2 separate regions of the Zea mays genome follow, and region 2 is linked to region 1. A link is a contact called in public Hi-C data. All regions are on one chromosome and are shown on one strand. Each heading gives the region's core, a stretch centred on a gene start, on an enhancer-like site or on the middle of the called end of the contact. The rest is flanking DNA. Distances are from core to core; before and after follow the strand shown. Region 1 holds the start of LOC112163603. Region 2 holds the start of LOC103642231 (glycosyltransferase BC10).

The links. A called contact is a pair of places that touch in the nucleus more often than the background predicts.
Region 2: a Hi-C map of ear shows a contact between it and region 1, with 2.0 times the contacts expected there. The contact joins the promoter of LOC103642231 here to the promoter of LOC112163603 in region 1. A contact is called at or near these places in 6 of 25 Hi-C or Micro-C datasets (bundle sheath, ear, endosperm and 2 more).

The regions. Positions count from the first base shown.
Region 1 is chr10:152,010,929-152,014,397 of Zm-B73-REFERENCE-NAM-5.0, reverse strand. It overlaps LOC112163603, which reads left to right and starts at 1,617. Exons shown (of 1, transcript NM_001369801.1): 1 at 1,617-3,469. The coding sequence starts at 1,689. LOC100282890 reads left to right here. Exons shown (of 6, transcript NM_001155796.1): 3 at 224-289; 4 at 747-868; 5 at 961-1,089; 6 at 1,316-1,594. The coding sequence ends at 1,423. It overlaps LOC114608102 (a long non-coding RNA gene), which reads left to right. Exons shown (of 6, transcript NR_163407.1): 3 at 224-289; 4 at 747-868; 5 at 961-1,089; 6 at 1,316-3,469.
Region 2 is chr10:152,279,186-152,282,656 of Zm-B73-REFERENCE-NAM-5.0, reverse strand. It overlaps LOC103642231 (glycosyltransferase BC10), which reads right to left and starts at 2,214. Exons shown (of 1, transcript XM_020545928.2): 1 at 1-2,214. The coding sequence starts at 1,835. The coding sequence ends at 516.

The sequences.
Region 1 (3,469 bases), core at 368-2,867:
CAGAGGGCAGAGGCAGGTTACCGAATCCGAGATCAATAATACCATAAAAGAATCGTTTTGGTCTGTCCTTTTCCCCCACAATTATTTCGAAGAGCTAACCATTCCACTGGACAGTGTCATTCTCGTTCTGATTTTGCCCAGCTTTATCCTATCTATTTATACATCTTCCATTCTTTGAGTATGATCGTGTATTTGTTATCGCTGATGATTACCTGTTATGCAGCCGGACAAGAGAGATTTAGGACCTTGACCAGCTCTTACTACAGAGGGGCACAGGGGGTTATTATGGGTATGACTTGTAACAGCTGTCCTGTAAATATGTAACTCTATTGCATTGTTGAAGGATCTTCACTGTGTTTTTCACTTTTCTTCTGTCATTTTTTGTCATACATCCGTTGAAATTACTGCCACGTTAAATGTCGAATGCAGTCTTCAGCTAATTTGCCTTGACTTTTTTTTGTACCAAGACACGCTCTAGTTAATATTGTCTGTGCGTTTTCAAAGTTTAAATTGTTGAACAGGAGAATTTATTTTTATTAACCAAATTGTATAAATTTCATATCAAGCTTTGTATAGCTTTAGAGTCACTGCACACATTTCCTGATCTATTTATGCATGGACATGGTAGTGTAGGTGACCCACATTTGCCGCCCCTTTTTTTGTCTGATTGCATCTTGTGTTGTCTGGTTCTGTTAAATTATTGCATAGAGGCACATGATAATATTTATGTCTCGTCAAATTTACAGTGTATGATGTCACTCGGCGGGAAACGTTTACTAATCTTTCTGATATATGGGCGAAGGAAATTGACCTGTATTCAACCAACCAGGACTGTATAAAGATGCTTGTTGGAAATAAAGTAGATAAGGTAATCAATTCTAAACTCTGTCTGCACCTTTTATCTCTTGTTTCTGATCGAGCAGCCCCTGTCGTGTTTTACCGGCCGTTTCATTTTGGCAGGAAAGTGAGAGAGCTGTGACAAAAAAGGAGGGGATTGAATTTGCTAGGGAATACGGTTGTTTGTTTCTAGAATGCAGTGCGAAAACAAAAGTAAATGTAGAACAGTGCTTTGAGGAACTTGTGCTAAAGGTATGTACTGGGCTATAGCATTTAGATTTATAATAATAATATTTTAATTTTCACAATATCATGCATGCCTTGTTGTTCACAATATTCCAAGCGGCACATATGTTGGACTCAAGTATTGCTTGTTTAGCCATGGATTGGCTTTGACTGAAATGAGGAAGGGGGCTTTTATGCATGTGTGAGTGTCCTCGAAGAAATTAGATTGCTTTATGCATGCTTGTTGTTGCAGATATTAGACACGCCAAGCCTCCTCGCTGATGCTTCGTCTGGGGCCAAGAAGAACATCTTCAAGCAGAAGCCTCCGGAAGCCGATGCCGCTGCAAGCAGCTGCTGTTAACATGCTTTTGCCATGCTAATTCCGCGTCCTCCCGTGGATGATGACGATGATATCTTTGTTTGGTGTGTCGGTTTATTGTTTCTTCTTCTTTTGGTCCTGTATATGCTGAATTTATTACACCCACACATAACTGTACGTTGGCAGCAGCTATATAATATATCGTTTTTTGTTGTTTCTTTTTGTTTTGTTTAAAAGAGAGAGAGAGAGAATAGTATATGTTTTGTTTTGTTTCCGTGCTCCAGTTGAGAGAGAGAGAGAGAGAGAAATGAAGATATTTGAGAGGAGTATGGATGGATTCACGGGTGGGCAAGGGCAAGGGAAGAGGCCAGGCCATCGCAGGCAACACCCGTGCCGTGTGTCGTGTCGTGCGAGGTCACGGGTCACTCCAGCCAAAAAACAGATGATGATGATGATGATGTGCCATGCTGCGGGGCAACAAGAAACTGAACACCACGGAAATCCAAGGACCAGCCAGCGCCCGCCCTCGTCCCTTTTGTATGTATGTGCTCCCTCTCTCCCTCCCTCCCTTTGCCATTTGCCGATTTGGGCAGCAGCAATGACACTTCCCTGCGCCGGCGGCTGCGAGATCCAAGCCAGCGGCATTAACTACCGCATCGCCGTCTCCACCCGACCTCTCAAGGTCTGGAGCAGATCAGACGACGACGTCCATTCCCAAGACCACCACAGCGTCGTCCGCCAGGTGCTCCGGGACGTCTCCTGCCGCGCGCGCCCCGGCGAGCTGCTCGCCATCGTCGGCCCCAGCGGCGCCGGCAAGTCCACCCTGCTCGAGATCCTCGCGGGGCGCCTCTCCCCGTCCCCGCCGCCCCACCTGCTACGCATCGACGGCGCCGCCGCCCACAGCGCCGACCTCCGCCGCGTCTCCGCCTACGTCACCCAGCAGGACGTCCTCTTCCCGCTGCTCACCGTGCGCGAGACGCTGCTCTTCAGCGCGCGCCTCCGCCTAGGCGCGCGCCTGCCCTCCAAGGACATGCACGCCCGCGTCGAGGCGCTCCTCGACGACCTCACCCTGCGCCGCGTCGCCGCCACCAGGATCAAGGACCTCTCCGGCGGAGAGCGCAGGCGCGTCTCCATCGGCGTCGAGGCCGTGCGTGACCCGCCCGTGCTCATCCTCGACGAGCCCACCTCCGGCCTCGACAGCGCCTCCGCGCTCCACATCGTCGGCGCGCTCCGCGCCATGGCCGAGGCGCGTGGACGCACCGTGCTGCTCAGCATCCACCAGCCGGGAGCGCGCATCGTCAAGATGTTCGACTCCGTCCTCCTGCTAGCCGCCGGCTCCGTCCTCCACCATGGCACCGTCGACCAGCTCCGCGCCCTGCTCGGGGACGCGGGCCTTCACCTGCCCCCGCACGTCGATGACGTCGAGTTCGCCATCGACTCCGTGGACGCGCTTCGCCGCCACGCCAGCAGCAGCCTGCAGGCGCCGTCCTCCGGAGACCGAGAGGGCCGGTGCACGCTGCAGCGTCTGTTCCAGCTGCACGGCAAGCAGGTGGCGGACGCCCCCGTGGCCGTGACCATGATGGCTAGCCGCTACGCCAACTCGCGGGCGCGGGAGGTGGCGGTGCTGTCGCAGCGCTTCTTCAAGAACGTGGCGCGGACGCGGCAGCTCTTCGCGTGCCGCACCGTGTGCATGCTGGTGGCGGGCCTTGCGCTGGGCTCCATCTTCTACGACCTCGGGCAGGACAAGGTGGCGGAGCGCGTGGGTCTCTTCGCCTTCCTGCTCACCTTCCTCCTGTCATCCACAACGGAGGCGCTGCCCATCTTCCTGCAGGAGCGCGACATCCTGGCCAGGGAGACGGCGTCGGGGGCGTACCGCGTGTCGTCGTACGCGGTGGCCAACGCGGTGGTGTTCCTGCCCTTCCAGCTGGCGCTGGCCGTCGTGTTCGCGGCGCCGGTGTACTGGCTGGCGGGTCTCCGTCGAACGGCGGCGGCGTTCGGCTACTTCCTGCTGGTGATATGGCTGATCCTGTACACAGCGAACTCGGTGGTGGTGTGCTTCGCGGCGGCGGCGCCGGACTTCGTGGTGGG
Region 2 (3,471 bases), core at 965-3,464, 270 kb before region 1:
GACTATGGAATTAAATTCACATAATTAAGTGACACCGATATGCGATAATGAGAGTGCCATCAACCCGGTTCAACACTGAAAGACAAAGCACATTGATATATATTACATCATTTGATAAGAGGTCATCAAGGCAAAGGGGATATTCGAGTGTAGTCAATAAAGATCAACCTGTCCATAATTTCACCAAGTCACTTGATGAAGCAGGGTTTTGCAGGCTTCAAAATGAACTAAACATTCTTGATTTCTTCAACATTTATGAATGACATGCATCTCCTTCGACTACTCAAGATATCACCGATTGCTCATATGTATTCATTCATCCCTTACTAGCATTGTGCTTCATCTAGCTACACCTGTTATGTCTAGCAGACCAGCTGCTAGCAAGTTCGTCCATCTGTTAGGCCCATGAGTTTTTGATCCTATCGAAACAAACACTTGTCTGCTTCTTGAGTTTTCATATGTGTTGCTATCCTAGACACTCAGTAGAAAAGGGAAAAAAAACAGAATGAGAAAATTCAGAAGTCTAGCAGCGTGTTGCTGAAGTTGAGCAGCATGGGCAGCGCGCTGGGCGCGAACTTCCTGGCGAAGAGGTAGCAGACCGTGGTGGGCTTGCCGTTGTAGAGGCACAGCGTGCCGTTGCTCCGGATGGCGGCCATGAGGTCGGCCGTGGTGGCAGCCTTGCCGAAGCGCGCCGGGTGCGGCCCCCCTCGCGACCAGTCCACCCAGGTGACCGTCCGGTTGGCGTTGCGCGCGCCGTGCCGCAGGTGCAGGAACGTCGGGATGTAGTGCTCGTCCGGGTAGCACGACGGCGTGCAGTGGCGCCGGAACAGCGCGTAGTAGCGCTGGTCCGCCACCACGTCGACGGCCAGGTCCCGGCTCATCTCGAACCACTCGGAGCCCTTGCGCCAGTGCTCCTCCAGCACCTCCGGCGCCATCTGCGGGTTGTACCGCCCCGCGCACTGGGGCACATCGATGTTGTAGGACTCCACGTAGCTCATCGCCGAGTTCACCAGGTACTCGTACACCGTCCGGAAGTTGAACACCGGCACGCAGCTCTCGGACACCAGCACGAATCGCTGGTTGGACCAGTCCAGCAGCGCGTTCGCCAGCAGCCGCTTCTCCGCGTCCACCAGCGTGATGGAGCCCCACGACACCTCCCCGCTCGGGATCTGCCGCCCGTGGAACGGCGAAGACGGCCGGTAGCGCCCTGCGTAGCCTGGCAGCGCGTGCACGTACACCGAGTAGAGCCCCTCGTGGCCGTGGAAGAAGCGCTCCCACAGCGGCGCGAACGGCAGCGGCCCGCGCGTCAGGAAGAGGAACGCCACCTTGGGCACGCGCTGGAACGGGTACTCCTCCACGCGCGGCGCCATGGACGCCCGCCAGAACAGCTCAGGGTCCGACATCGAGTGGCCCCATGTCGGGCCGGGATCCACGAAACCACGGAAGTCCAGAAGCACCGCCGCCGTCACCTTCTGCTGGATCCTCTTCTTCTTAGTATTATTATTCCTGCAGCTGCGGCTCGCGGTGGAAGCAGCCACGACATCGCCATTATTATTACCACTGCTGCCGGCCTGCAGGGAAGAGGAAGAAGATAACAAGGGTGACGAGGACCCAATGCTGCTGTAGTAGTAGTAGCGCGACACGTTGACGTTGGCCGACAGCCCGATGAACACGCCGGCCATCAGCATCACCAGCACCACCACGGCCTTGAGCAGCCACGACGACCAGCAGTAGTCTTTGCGCGGGGTCACCGGGAAGCCGACGATGTAGGCCTCCTCCTCGTCCCCGGCACTGCCTCGCCGGGACTTGAGGGTGCCGCCCGGCTTCATCACCATTCACCGGCTCTCGATCGTACGTCGATCCGTTAATATAATATATATAGATAATCTCTATATTATATTGTTTGTGTCTTCGTTCTTTGCTCCCTCCTCTCCTGCGAGCAAGACCTTAAAGCCCGATCGAGACCAGCGGGAGGGATCGGAGGAAAGCCTCCGGCCCGCGATGGCCGTCGCTGCCCGCTACCGTACCTGGCCTGCTGCTGATTGCTTCCACGTACGCGCCACTCGATCTGTCGCCGGCCGGTGGAACAAGCAGACGGCGACCGAAATGCAGGTACGGTCTGCCGGAAACCACCAAGAGATCGATCGAGATATGCATGGACGGAGTTGTAGATGGCCGGCCGGCCCAATAATGAGGAAGGGATCGGAGCCAAAGCCAAGGAGGGGGCCGGAGAGAATGCATGCTGCTGCACTAGCTATCTGCTAGCAGGTGGGCACGTGGAGCTTGGACGGCCACTGGCCCACTGCTAGCGACTGACACGACGGGGTGAGGGGTCATTGGTCAATGGACAAAGCAAGGCCGTCCGGTCGATGCCAAGCTTAGACACACCATGAGCTAAAGCTAACTACATACTCATTCTTTCTCTTCGTTCTTATTGCCACTAGCTAGGTGTAAACCTCGATCTGCTCTCAGAGTTGTAATAACTTCACTAATTATTTAAACAACAGGGTTGTAGGCCTGTAGGGTATGGTTTGGATTTTTCATAATTACTATCATTAGGGCCTCATGAAGCAAAATTAAAGTTGACGAGTTTACAAGGGGAAGGGGAGAGACAGCAGGGGGGGGGGGGGTTGGAGGCACTTGGAGCATTCACCGACGATGTTATGATCAGGACGCCACAGCCGGCAGCGCCAGAGGAGAGCTTCATCCTTGAATTGTCGAAGGAGCTCCGATGGGGAGGCCAGTAAACCCCGTTGAGATCACGGCATTTCTCCGTTTCCAAACTCCAAAGCAGCCAACAACATAGGAGGCAGCACGAAGGTGGCGAACTCTAGGCACGGGAAACCGACGGAGGCAGGGTGATTGATGCCCCTCTTATTTGATCATGGATTGGAGGACATCGTCGGCCACCAGGAGGAGAGGTAAGGGGACATTAGGTCGCCTTGACACAACCCCTTTTACATTCAAACCAGGGACCCAAGATGACGTTGTTAACGACGACAATAGTTCTAGAGATCGAAAGAAGCCTGATTGTCTAGGAGATCCAAAGGTCAGTCAAGCCTCTAGCATGGAGAACTACTCTCAGGGTGTCCCAATTGAAAGCGTTGAACGAAAGCCTTGGTGAAGATGACCTTAAGGACGGTAGCCTTCTCTTGTGACACCGCTACACCAGTTCGAGCGCATGCATGAACAAAATTCTCAGAAAACGATCGGCCTGATCGACATCCACTAGACATTGGATCTCACGCTATAGCCTTTGTCGGAGAGGGAATTCTCCGGCCGGGTGGCGGAACACACCCGTCCTAAATTCTAAGACGAGGAGGGGCCTAAGCGTTGTGCCTGTTAGATGGAAACGGGAAGAACACAAGAACACACAAAGGTTTAGAGTGGTTCGGGCCGCCGGAGCGTAATACCCTACTCCACTGTGTGCTGTATTGAGCTTGAGACCTTAAGAGTCTAAGTGAGCTTGAG